Regions from separate parts of the Zea mays genome. Here region 1 is linked to region 2. A link is a contact called in public Hi-C data. All regions are on one chromosome and are shown on one strand. Each heading gives the region's core, a stretch centred on a gene start, on an enhancer-like site or on the middle of the called end of the contact. The rest is flanking DNA. Distances are from core to core; before and after follow the strand shown. Region 1 holds the start of LOC100281127. Region 2 holds the start of LOC100284659.

Evidence for each region. Hi-C and Micro-C count contacts between places; a contact is called where the count stands out from the background.
Region 1: a contact with region 2 is called in a Hi-C map of tassel, with 2.5 times the contacts expected there. The contact joins the promoter of LOC100281127 here to the promoter of LOC100284659 in region 2. A contact is called at or near these places in 6 of 25 Hi-C or Micro-C datasets (ear, leaf and tassel).

The regions. Positions count from the first base shown.
Region 1 is chr1:271,762,607-271,768,596 of Zm-B73-REFERENCE-NAM-5.0, reverse strand. LOC100281127 reads right to left here and starts at 2,119. Exons shown (of 6, transcript NM_001154046.1): 1 at 1,521-2,119; 2 at 1,305-1,418; 3 at 196-294. The coding sequence starts at 2,012. LOC100283244 (30S ribosomal protein S13, chloroplastic-like) reads right to left here and starts at 4,261. Exons shown (of 3, transcript NM_001156146.2): 1 at 4,049-4,261; 2 at 3,215-3,454; 3 at 2,519-2,934. The coding sequence starts at 4,144. The coding sequence ends at 2,758.
Region 2 is chr1:271,456,269-271,461,850 of Zm-B73-REFERENCE-NAM-5.0, reverse strand. It overlaps LOC100284659, which reads left to right and starts at 1,946. Exons shown (of 11, transcript NM_001157554.2): 1 at 1,946-2,334; 2 at 2,690-2,748. The coding sequence starts at 2,067. LOC100501217 (putative LRR receptor-like serine/threonine-protein kinase) reads left to right here. Exons shown (of 12, transcript NM_001195998.1): 11 at 104-498; 12 at 664-1,104. The coding sequence ends at 978.

The DNA.
Region 1 (5,990 bases), core at 870-3,369, 310 kb before region 2:
GTGTCCTACTTTCAAAAACTGCTTGGCCATAAGCCCATAACACATCAGAAAGATCTCAGCCACATGCCACACAAAAGGTACAGCGTGTCGTTCCCAGATGAGAACTCTTCGCTTCATAACATAGAAAGGGATTGAAGAATGCTAAAGAGAGAGAAAAGCCAAAAGTACACCGCAACAAGTTCTAGCAAAAATTACCTGATTAAAGTAGGGCCAAGTTTCCATGTTTTGGGCTCTCAAATTGTCGGCGTTGATTGATTGGTAAATCTTCCCAAACGGCCTCAGATACTTTGGCCTCTGCAGTAGAAAGTGAGTAGAATTTGTCATTCCTGTAAAAAGAACTATAACTATTTTCTACTTCAGCAGCATGCCAGGAAGGCCGAAAAAAATATAAACTATGAACCGAAAGTCCTTTTCTTCCTCGAATTTAAATTCAAATTGCATAAATTCTACATACGTGAAGATTATCACTTGTTGCCAATTTACCACTATCAAACAATAAAGCACACAATCTTAAGAATTTCTACAGTGCTGATGCATGTATTCACCTTTAAGCTTATTAAAGCATCTCCACTTATCCCGGTGCCCTAAATTAGACTATAAAAACTCGATCTGCGGGGATAAGACAACCCCGGATATTATATTAAAAAGACCTTCTCACTCAGATCGAGAAAATCCCCGAACCTCTGCCCCACCCATTCGCAGCGACACCGTAGCTCATGTGAGAAACGACCGCGACCGGGACCGAGCCTTACACCCGTGCTTTGGCGTGGGACAGACGATGGGATTTGTTTAACCACAACCTAAAATTCGCTTCTATGGGGAGTCGATCCCAGAACCTGAGGAGTGTTACTCAGGCCACCTAACTAACTCTGTTAGAGGCTCTTTCGTCCTAAATTAAACAATAGAGATCAAGCTTAAAAAAAACTGCTCCAATAATACCTTATTTTATAAAAAAATGTCAAAAAATATAGGTCACCTCCTGAAGTGCCACAAATATATTGTATGTTATTGTGATGTCTCATGTCTAGATCTAAACGAATGGACACTTTATAAAACTTTCATTTCCATTCCAAACGAACATAGTAGATTAACATATTTATGCTAATCACTTGATTTGGAGCTTTACCGTTGGAGCTTGATTTTTTTTGTTGATGCCCTAAATTCTATAAATATATTTATTTTAAATTTTTAGGACATTTTTACATGGTAACATTGTTAGAGATGCTCTTAGAACCTATAAAAAAAAGAACTTACTTTTCAGAACTTCAGAACCTGTACATTGGTGAGGCAAAAAGGAAATGAACCTGTGGCTGCAGTATACTTGTGGAGGTGGTATAGAGAAGCTCCCATTTGCCGTTTAGGAGATCGGACTTGAGCGGCTCCTTCACCTGGTTCACCGCCTCCAGTTGCTGAACAATCTGAAGCAAAAAAAGAAAAAAAAATACACGTGAGTCTCTGCCATCAACCAATTACCAAATGCACGGTGCGTCCCTCGTAGCTACTAGTTTCTTCGTCCTCACCTGCTCGACGCGCTCCTTGTCCTCGGGCGTGGCCTCGGCGCCACGGTCCAGCGGTGCAATGGCGTCGAGGAGCTCCTCCTTGAGCCTCATCGCCTTCTCAGCGTCCTTCTCCCCCTTGTTCCCTGTGAAGAACGGCGGCAGGAAGGGGAAGGACGAGATGCCTGCTCTCCACCTGCCACCGCCATCCCTACCGCCGACACCCGGGGCCGCGGCGAGCGCGAGGCCTGGTGCTCTCCTGCGTTCGCTGCTCCGCGACGACGCGGGAAGTTGGGAGGAGGCGACGACGACGACGCTGGGGCCGGGGCTGGCGGCCAGCGGGCGCGAGGATCCGGGCGCGCACGAGACCGAGAAGGCGGGCGCCATGGCACGGCGCGACCCGGCACCGCCGCACGGGGAAGCGGAGGGAGACGGTGGAAGCTCGAGCGGGATTTTTGCGTGCGATTGCGGTGGAAGTCGTGTGATTTTCAATAGCAGGCCAGCAAGGCAGAGCATATCGCGTTTATTTGAGTGGTGGATAGAGCGCGCGGGCGCGGCGGCCCGGGTGCCGCCGGATGGGGGAGCAGGTGGTGGTGTCCGTGCACCGGTGCAAGCTTCGGCAAATAGCACACCACGGGATCACAAATTCACAGTCATCCGTCATCCGTGCTCTGCAAGTTGGGGGCTGATGAATGCCAGGAAACCTTAATGGCTTCAATCAAGTGATTCAAATCATCTTTATTTGAAACCAAACACAATTTAACCATCGTCCTTATCAAGAAAAAAAACATAACCATCGACGGGTAGCCAAAACTTGTTTTTTCAACTACATTTGTTAAGGGGAGAGATCTCGAATCATAACTCTTCGCCACATGATCATCTCGTGCAGGGATGAAAACAGGTATACCAGTGGCAGGTGAATAATCCCCAGAACACTGGATCTGGTAAATAGTAATTCGTCAGGAGCAGTCTGGACTCCTTGCATCGAGCATAGGTTGGGACAGAGGAATACAAATGGATGTAAACAAGAATTTGATCTTCATTTATAGAACCGACCCATATGAGCTAGTATGTCATTGCTACAAAATCTGCAGCAGCTGATGGCTACCCCATGATTTGTCAATGGCAGCATAAAAGCTCGAAACAAAACACCCAGCAGTAGTAGCGCTACACACACACACACACACACACACACACACAGAGAGAGAGAGAGAGAGAGAGAGAGAGAGAGAGAGAGAACTTCAATACATGGCAATACGATTTATTCATCCTGGGAGGCGGGTGACTTCTTCTTGGCAACTGAAGCCCTCTTTCCCTTAAGTGTCCGGCAGTTGTTCTTTGTCCTCTGGCCACGAACTGGGAGTCCAAGCTTGTGCCGGATGCCCTTGTAGCACCTAATCTCCTTCAGCCTCTCAATCGCCACACGGTTGAAACGTTTCTGTAAAGCATACCAAACAGCAGTGTGCCAGCTCTCAGCGTTTTCACTCCCTTGGAGTCCAACATCGATATAAAACTAAACAGTTAGGACAGTCAGGAATCATCTATGACTAAGGAAGTGAAATTAAATACGCAGACCTGCAGAATGAACTTCAAAGCTTTCAAGGAATCATTGATATGTTAACTAAGTAACTATGGTAACCATACAAGTCGTTAATCATCATGAACTACTGAATCAAATAACTGCAGCGAATAATCGACAAAGGGATCAGGGACGTTACAAGGTCTCCCTCAATCATGTACTTGCCAACCTCCTTACGGAGGGTGATGACCTCCTCCTCGGAGAGGTCCTTGGTGATCTTGTTATCGAAATTGAGGTCCAGGAGGATCTGGCGTGAGCGTGAGCGTCCAATGCCATGTATGTACTGCAGCGAGTACTCCACCCTCTTGTGGTTTGGAATCTCAACACCACCAATACGGATGCACTCGATCCGCAAGCCACCGTGACCGATTCCTCCCTTCTGTCAGGCCACCCAACATACAGCACAATCAAAAACCGCAAAATAAACCACCAACATGAGCCTGGGTATGAAGGGTCATTCAGATGGGGATAAATTAATGATGTATCGAAGTTCATGTTTGTGTCGTATTCAGGCTGTGCGCACAATGCAACAGCGATAATAAACAACAGCTCCTATAATCAGGTTCAGAATTTCAGATCCACATCAAAAGTCTAAAGAAACATCCTTTTCTTTGCTACTAGAATCAGTCATACTGCTGTACCATGAAACACTAGCATTACTGACAATGCGCTAGAAAATTCATATGCATGAACCAACACGCGCCATTTCCTACCAATGTATTGAAAATTAGCAGTTCACAGAAGACCATCCTTCCAACGCTCCTGACACGACCATCCCAAGTAGGCCTTGTTTTTGGATACTCTCGTATTCAGCACAATCAATATGTATTGATATAGATTAGAGTGAAACTAAAAAACTAATTTACACCCCATTCCAACAAGGCCGTACAGGGTTAGAAAAACAAGACACCCCAATCAGACAAGCTCCCTGGACGCAGGGGGGTATAGGGGTATAGCAGAAGGCGGCACTAACCTTAGCGGGGAAGGATGCGGAGGAGCTGCGGCCCCGGGTGGAAAGGGACAAGGAGGAGGGTGCGATGGGGACGGAGACCATGGAGAGGGTCGCCATTTTTGCTCTCCTGTGGAGCCGCGCGGAGGGCGAGAGGCCTGTGCGTCCCCGGTCTATCGGATAGAAAACCCAAGGGCGGATGATGATAAGGTTGCGTATGCGTAGGCAACCTTCGATGACCTAGTGGCCTTTCCCTATGTGTGTTTTGGACTCGTTGGCCCAATAGAAAATATAACTTTTTTCTACTCGTTCGTTCTAAAATAGTATTTCCTCTCTTCTAAATTAAAATTTATCTTATATTCATACAATATTTAATGTATGTATTTTAAAAGTGTCTAGATTTATCTTTATTCATTTAAATATAGACATAAACACTGAGAACTAAAACAACACATATATAAAGTAAACCCTTCAGATCTTTGATGAATCCAGCATTAGTCTACAACGAATTTTATTTTGGTACAGAGGGAATATTATTTAAGATGAGTATATATATAATGCATCAGTTTAAAATTTACAAAACCCACCAGGCAAATCATATACACACATAAGTACATAACCTCTATTGACTAGCCCTAAGGGCTAGTTTAGAAACTTAAATCTTCTCCTTGATTCCCGAGGATTCCCCTCAATCCCTAAGAACCTCAGAGGTGATTTAAGTTTCCAAACTAGCCCTAAATATTCCAAACAAATTATATCTAGACTTAACACACCATCAAAATCCATAGTTCATATTGCTGGATAACTCTCTCTCCCTTAGAGATGGCAATGGGTACCCGCGACCCGATACCCGATGGGTATTTACTCCATTAGGGTATGTATGTGGCTAAATATTCTACCCGTGGGTCTGTTATTGGGCAAAAATCTTCACCCAATGGGTAAACGGGTATTAGAACGTTCCGCCTTCACCCATACCCGTTAACCCGTGGGTATAAAATACCCAATATAAACTTAGCCCAAGTATGAACTTTGACTTTAGTCATCCATCTTTTTTACTATTTAACAACCTTTTAGGCCATAATGTCATAGAAGGCTTAACGACAATTTAATGACCATGTAATGTGCTATGTAGTATTATCCTAGTGTTACTACTTTATCCAATTATCTTTGGTGTGTTGAATGGATGGTTAAATGATACTAGAAATTTTGTAATGGTATTTAGATGGATATACTTGACATTTTTATCATATAATATTTTGATAGATGTTTAGCTTTTGTGGGTACGGGTGACCCGATGGGTGACCCATACCCACATGAGTAAGGGTATGAGGGTAAATCCATACCCGCCAGTGTATATGGGTGACCCGATGGAGTTATTTTTGTGTCGTGAGTATGGGTATGGGGTAGTAATACCCGGTGGGTATTTACCCATTGCCATCTCTACTCTCCCTTACTCAAATCCAATGGACAATATTATCTAGATCATCTATCACCCCTCCCTCCCTCCCTCCTCACAACCTCGCGGCCCTCAGCCCTCAGCCTTCCACTCCCTCCGCATCCCCGCCGTCGCTGTATCAACTCCTCCCCTCGTGCCGTCGTCGTCGATCTCTCTCCTCTATAGGATCATAGTGTTAGCATGGGCTATATGTTAGTTAATAATTAAGATGTCAGTGACACATCAAAGTGTATGTAAAAGTGTCAAAAGATTGAAAGCACCTCGCACAATAGATTCAAGCGTAAGGAGAAACGTATGCAAAAGACACAGTATGGTTTCATACTTTCATCGAATTACCAAGACATTGATGTCGAGTGAGTCGCAGCGGTATCTTAAAATGTATTTGTTTCCCTTCTAGATTATATAAGTTGGATTATGGTGGAAGGGTAAGAGAGTAAAATATCACTTTGAGACTATAAATAAGCTAAAATAAGCTAGTGTTGGGTGGCTTATTTTAGCTTTTTTGTGATC
Region 2 (5,582 bases), core at 697-3,196:
TAACAAACATATCTTTCGCCAGTTCTATACAATTTCCCTTTCATACTGATGGTTTTGTTGCAATACGTCATCTAATACGTGCTCATCATGTCAAACGGTTCAGAATTTAAACCTGGGGAGCCAATATTAGACTGGTCCGCAAGGAAGCGAGTGGCTATAGGCACAGCTCGTGGACTGGAGTATTTGCACGAGCACTGCAATCCTAAGATTATACATCGTGACGTCAAGGCTGCCAATGTCTTGCTTGATGAAGGTTTTGAACCGGTGGTTGGGGATTTCGGCCTGGCCAAGCTGGTGGACGTGCAGAAGACGTCCGTGACTACCCAGGTCCGTGGAACCATGGGTCACATCGCCCCCGAATACCTGTCCACTGGGAAGTCCTCCGAGAGAACCGATGTTTTTGGCTATGGCATAATGCTTCTTGAGCTAGTCACTGGTCAGCGTGCCATCGACTTTTCACGTCTGGAGGAAGAAGATGACGTGTTGTTACTTGACCATGTAAGCAGGTTCCTTTTGCTTCTACAGTTTGATCTCTCGTAGCTGTTGCCTGAACCGGCCGGTCCTGTGTACGTTGGGGAGCTTCTAGTGTTTCGATGCAAGTATATACACATCGCATGAGATTTCTCTTGGCAATACACTGATGATCCTGCTGCAAATCTGCAGGTCAAGAAGCTGCAGAGGGAAGGGCATCTCGACGCCATCGTTGACCGCAACTTGAACAGCTGTTACAACGGGCAGGAGGTGGAGATGATGATCCAGATCGCGCTGCTCTGCACGCAGGCGTCGCCCGAGGACCGCCCGTCCATGTCCGAGGTGGTCCGGATGCTGGAGGGCGAGGGCCTCGCCGAGAGGTGGGAGGAGTGGCAGCAGGTGGAGGTGACGAGGAGGCAGGACTACGAGCGGATGCAGCAGCGCTTCGACTGGGGCGAGGACTCCATCTACAACCAGGACGCGATCGAACTGTCCGCCGGCAGGTGACGACGTCGGGTCGTCACACGGAGCTTGTCGTCGTCGACGTCGCAGTGCCGACATGTAACTGTATATGTAAGGCATTGTTGCGAAGCTTGTTAGCAAAATATAATCTGTGACACTCACTTAGTGTTGATACGTGCCTGTATTTTATTATTTGTGTGTATAAGGAAGGATGATTTAAACGGGTTCAGGTGTTTACCGGTTGTCCGGCTCCCATCCTGTAAAGCTCTATATAGGGGGGTGGGGACCGGTTGAAACCACATCACATGCAAGCTGCAAGAATTGGCTTGACAAATATTTAACGAACTCTATTGTCGACATAAAAAGTAAGTGATAAACGAACTCTATTGTGGGATGAAGTAACTACGTGACTAACTACATAGATAAAACTAAAAGCGAGATAAATTTATTAAACTAATTAGTTCTATATTTAATACACTTAATTAATATTCAAATATTTAACGTGACATAGACTAACTTTATGTTCAGGAACCGAACACCTCTTTTAGTTCGTCGCGTCGTTTACCAGCTACTGCTAGGGATTGTAACGAGCTCAATATAAAATTTGAGGATGGAATTAAACTAGAGTCGAACTCTATTTCTATTTATTTTAAATTTAAAATATTTAAGAGTCCTAATTTATTATAAAATATATTTAGATCATGATACATTACAATTTACCGCCGTGTGCGCAGCAGCACAGATCCACCGCCGTACGTTCTCACAGCAAAGAACAACGCTACCGTGCATTACACGAGGACATAGCCGTGAACCGCGGGCCGCGAAGTGCGCGACTGCCACGCTGGTGTCGGGTCCACGCCGACGCCCACCACCGCCCCACGGCCAACCAGGCCAGATCGCACCTGCCCGCGGCACGCCTGACGCCTCCGCTGCAATCATCAGCAGCGCGCCAAGCCCGCCACCCGCTAGGCCGGTGGCAAAAACAAGTTCCCGGTCACGTGTCCGACTGCCCACGGCACATATGACTGTGAGATGACCCGACGCCGACCAGATTGACCTGTTGCCCTGTTGAGTGTGAAGGAGGCGCACGCGCTTGAGCTGAAGAAACTGCCGCGCTGATCTAGCCCGCCGGGATGGGCGCCTCGGGGCCTGCGGCTCCGCCGGCAACGCATCGCCGCCGCTGCATCCAGCTGCTGCTGCTGCTCGCCCTGGCCGTCGCGCCGCTTGGCAGCCGTGGGCTTCGCGTCCGTGCCGCGGGGGCGGACACGGGAGGGCTGAGCCGGGACGCGTTCCCGAAGGGGTTCGTCTTCGGGACGGCGACGTCCGCGTACCAGGTCGAGGGCGCGGCGACGTCCGGCGGCCGCGGGCCCTGCATCTGGGATCCCTTCGTCCACACCCCCGGTAACACACGTCGCCGTCGCAGCTACTGTTACTACTTACTAGCAGTGAGGCAGATCCTTCTTTGACTGCTTAGCACAGTGATTCCCAACTCCCAAGTAACCATCTCCTGATATTTGCAACGCACACTAGTCGATGACTTCGCATGACTAGAAAGTTAGCTACCGAGGTGGCGAGGTCAGATATATATGGGCATTACCGTTTCGCTCAGGGAGCAGTGAGGATGCAAGAGGAGCTGAGACTTGAGCTCAGATCTCAAGTCGAGTGATGGGAAATGGAATCCGCTCGCTGACTTGTGCTTAGCTTATAAAATAATTCATGGATGGTGACGCGCCTAACGTGCGTTTGTAATGAACAGGAAAGATTGCTGAAGACGCCAACGCAGATGTTACAACAGATGAATATCATCGCTACAAGGTGCGTCGCAATCAAATAATACCCCACCTCTGTTTTAAATTTATTGGTTAATCTTTCAGTTGATTGATGGTTCAGACCATGATAGTTGGCCATGAGGATGCTTCCATTTATGTACTAGCAATCACTTTTATTCCCACATGAACAAATGTGGAAAAACAAAAGTGTATCCCAAGTGACCTCAAATCTGGGAACAAGCAATCTAACGGTATTGTTGGCCTCTGAGCAAAGCTAAAAGTTGATTCGGCATAAGCTAGGCTTGTAACTATATGCAGCTAGTAGTGCCCTTTGTTCAAGAAAGAAACTTTTATTTATGCTGGTGGACAGACATATATGCAGATTTTTTTTTTTCTGGATATCATGTGTGATCATGTTCTGAGGTAGCCAGATTAATCTCCCTACTCCCTACCAGTATGCCAGCAAGTCTATTTATGCCCAATTGTTTTTAGATTCATGCATGTAGCTAGTTTCTTTTGAGATTCATGCATGTAGCTAGTCTCTTTACATAGTTTAGTACTCCAACCAATCGGAAGTTGTCACTCTATATATAATGTATATGAGTACAATAATCAGCGTGAGCACAGGCCTATCAGCCTATGGCATATTGGCAACAACTCTTTACTAAAAAAAAGAGTAAAAAAAAACTGTCAAGATCCTTTTCTATGGTTGGACTAATTATTCATGCTTACCACCAACATTGCTTGCCTACCTGAAAGCACTACTACTACTACAGTCTACAGGAACCCTACCCATATGGCCTCAACAGTTTATCTGCTACATGAACCCATGACCCTCCAGTCCAAAGGAAGCACACGACAACCCTGCCTGCTCTGCTGCAATGATCTCCCAAAGCCCCAATGCAATGTGTTGGCGCCGATTCGGGAACCAATCACTGCGTTGAGAACCTACGGCGGTGCTCTCTGCACAGGCGCGGACGGTCCGCGGCAAAGGGTCGGACGGTCCGCGACCTGGCGCAGGGCTCGGATTCCTTCCCGTCGGCAATCATATCCTGGAGGCCGGACGGTCCACGCGTGCGCAGGGGCGGCGGAGTTCGCCGACGGCGCCTGAATCTCGCTCCCGGGAGGGACCCGTCGGGGAGGAGAGATCCTAGGCTTCGTCTAGGGTCGGCAGGCCACCCTAGACACCTCTAATCGACGTAGAGCCGAAGAGAAGCGAAGAATTTGGGGTAGGGAAAGGCTAATCTAGAGCTAAACTAGAACTACTCCTAATGCATAAGTAAAACGAGAAATAGACTTGATTTGATCGATTGTTGGGGGTTTAATCGGCCGTAGTCCTTCATCTATATAAAGGGGGAGGTCTGGATCCGCTACAAGTTGTTTCCCGAGCTAATCCCGCGGTTTTAGCTAACAAATCCCGCGAGAAACTCGGAACCCTAACTGACTCTGCGCACGTTGACCGTCCGCGCGGTCGTTTTATGTACTCAACATATGCCCCCTGCCTTTTGGTGGAGGTTGACGAACCAAAAGCATATAAATAAAGCCTAATGTAAGTCACCGGCTTTTCAATCCAATATGGTGATCATTCAATCAAGCCCCAATGCATAAAGGCCGTTTTGGATTGCATCTTTCTCGACCATGATCATTTGATCAATGGATCAAAAGGAATAGAATGGAGGTGCCCCCAGCCTGAATAGGCAAATGGACTATGCGTACACCATGGGTTCATCGTCGTACCATCCCATATTTGAACAGGACAATATATCAACGATGAGTAGGCGGGTGGAAAGCATCCTGGCATCACAGGATGAATAGGCGATGCTTGTTGTGTCGCCTTTCGGGCCATTTTGTTCGACTGTTTTGTTTTATCGGGTGGCCGGGGTTTCTTTGTTGGCCGATCACATAGAACGACCTTCTTGCTAGCATATTTGGAGAGCAACTGACCAAAAGTAGGGCCGGCTTTGACCAGCCGAACATGTGTGCTTTGCCCTTGCGTTTCTTTCCTTGCTTTATGTGGAGGCTGATGCCTCTGGCCATGGGCGGACTGTCCGGCTGAGTCAGCCAGACTGTCCGCATGAGCACCGGACTGTTCGCACCCAAGTGTCGGACAGTCTGCGATGCTTGAGTCAATGAGTTTTGCTCGGCTGCTTGGTTGAGCCTGTCCCCCGGTGCCTCCGAACTTGTTAGTCTTTCTGTCTGGAGCTTTCCGAGCAATCCCTTCTTGCAATATATTTGACATGCAAGGATCACCAATGACGGTGTTTTGTCTTGGCCTTTATCGGCCAGTTCGGGCCGAACCAAGACCTCTTTGCATGTGGGTTCTATGGTATTGATAGGAAATGGCTGTGTGTCCACTTACATCTCCTGAAAAGCCAACCGGCCCTCATTTATGGCCGATTGTATCTGTCGACGAAAAATATTACAATCATTGGTGGCATGGGGAAAAGAATTGTACCACTTACAATAAACACGTCTCTTTAACTCATCTATAGGATCGGAGGAATAGTATGAGTTAATTTAATGTTGCCATTTTTAGTAGTTCGTCAAATATCCTATCGCATTTGACAACATTAAAGGTAAATTTAATCTCTTCCTGCCGATTCTTTTGAACCGGCTGTAAGGAAGAACATGCAGAAGATTTGGCCTTTGTTGGCCAAACAAACTCAGCGGTATATACATCTGCGGATTCATCATCTGAATTATCACTCTCTACTAGATGTATAGTACGAGCGACTGATTTTGATGTCTCTTTAAATCGGCTTTCACAGGCTAAAGCCCGCTGATGTAGCTGAGCTATTGAAAAGAACTGGGTCCCATCTAATTTGTCTCTTAAGTAGGATAGCAACCCATTAAAAGCCAGCCCTGCTAGCTCTTTGTCTG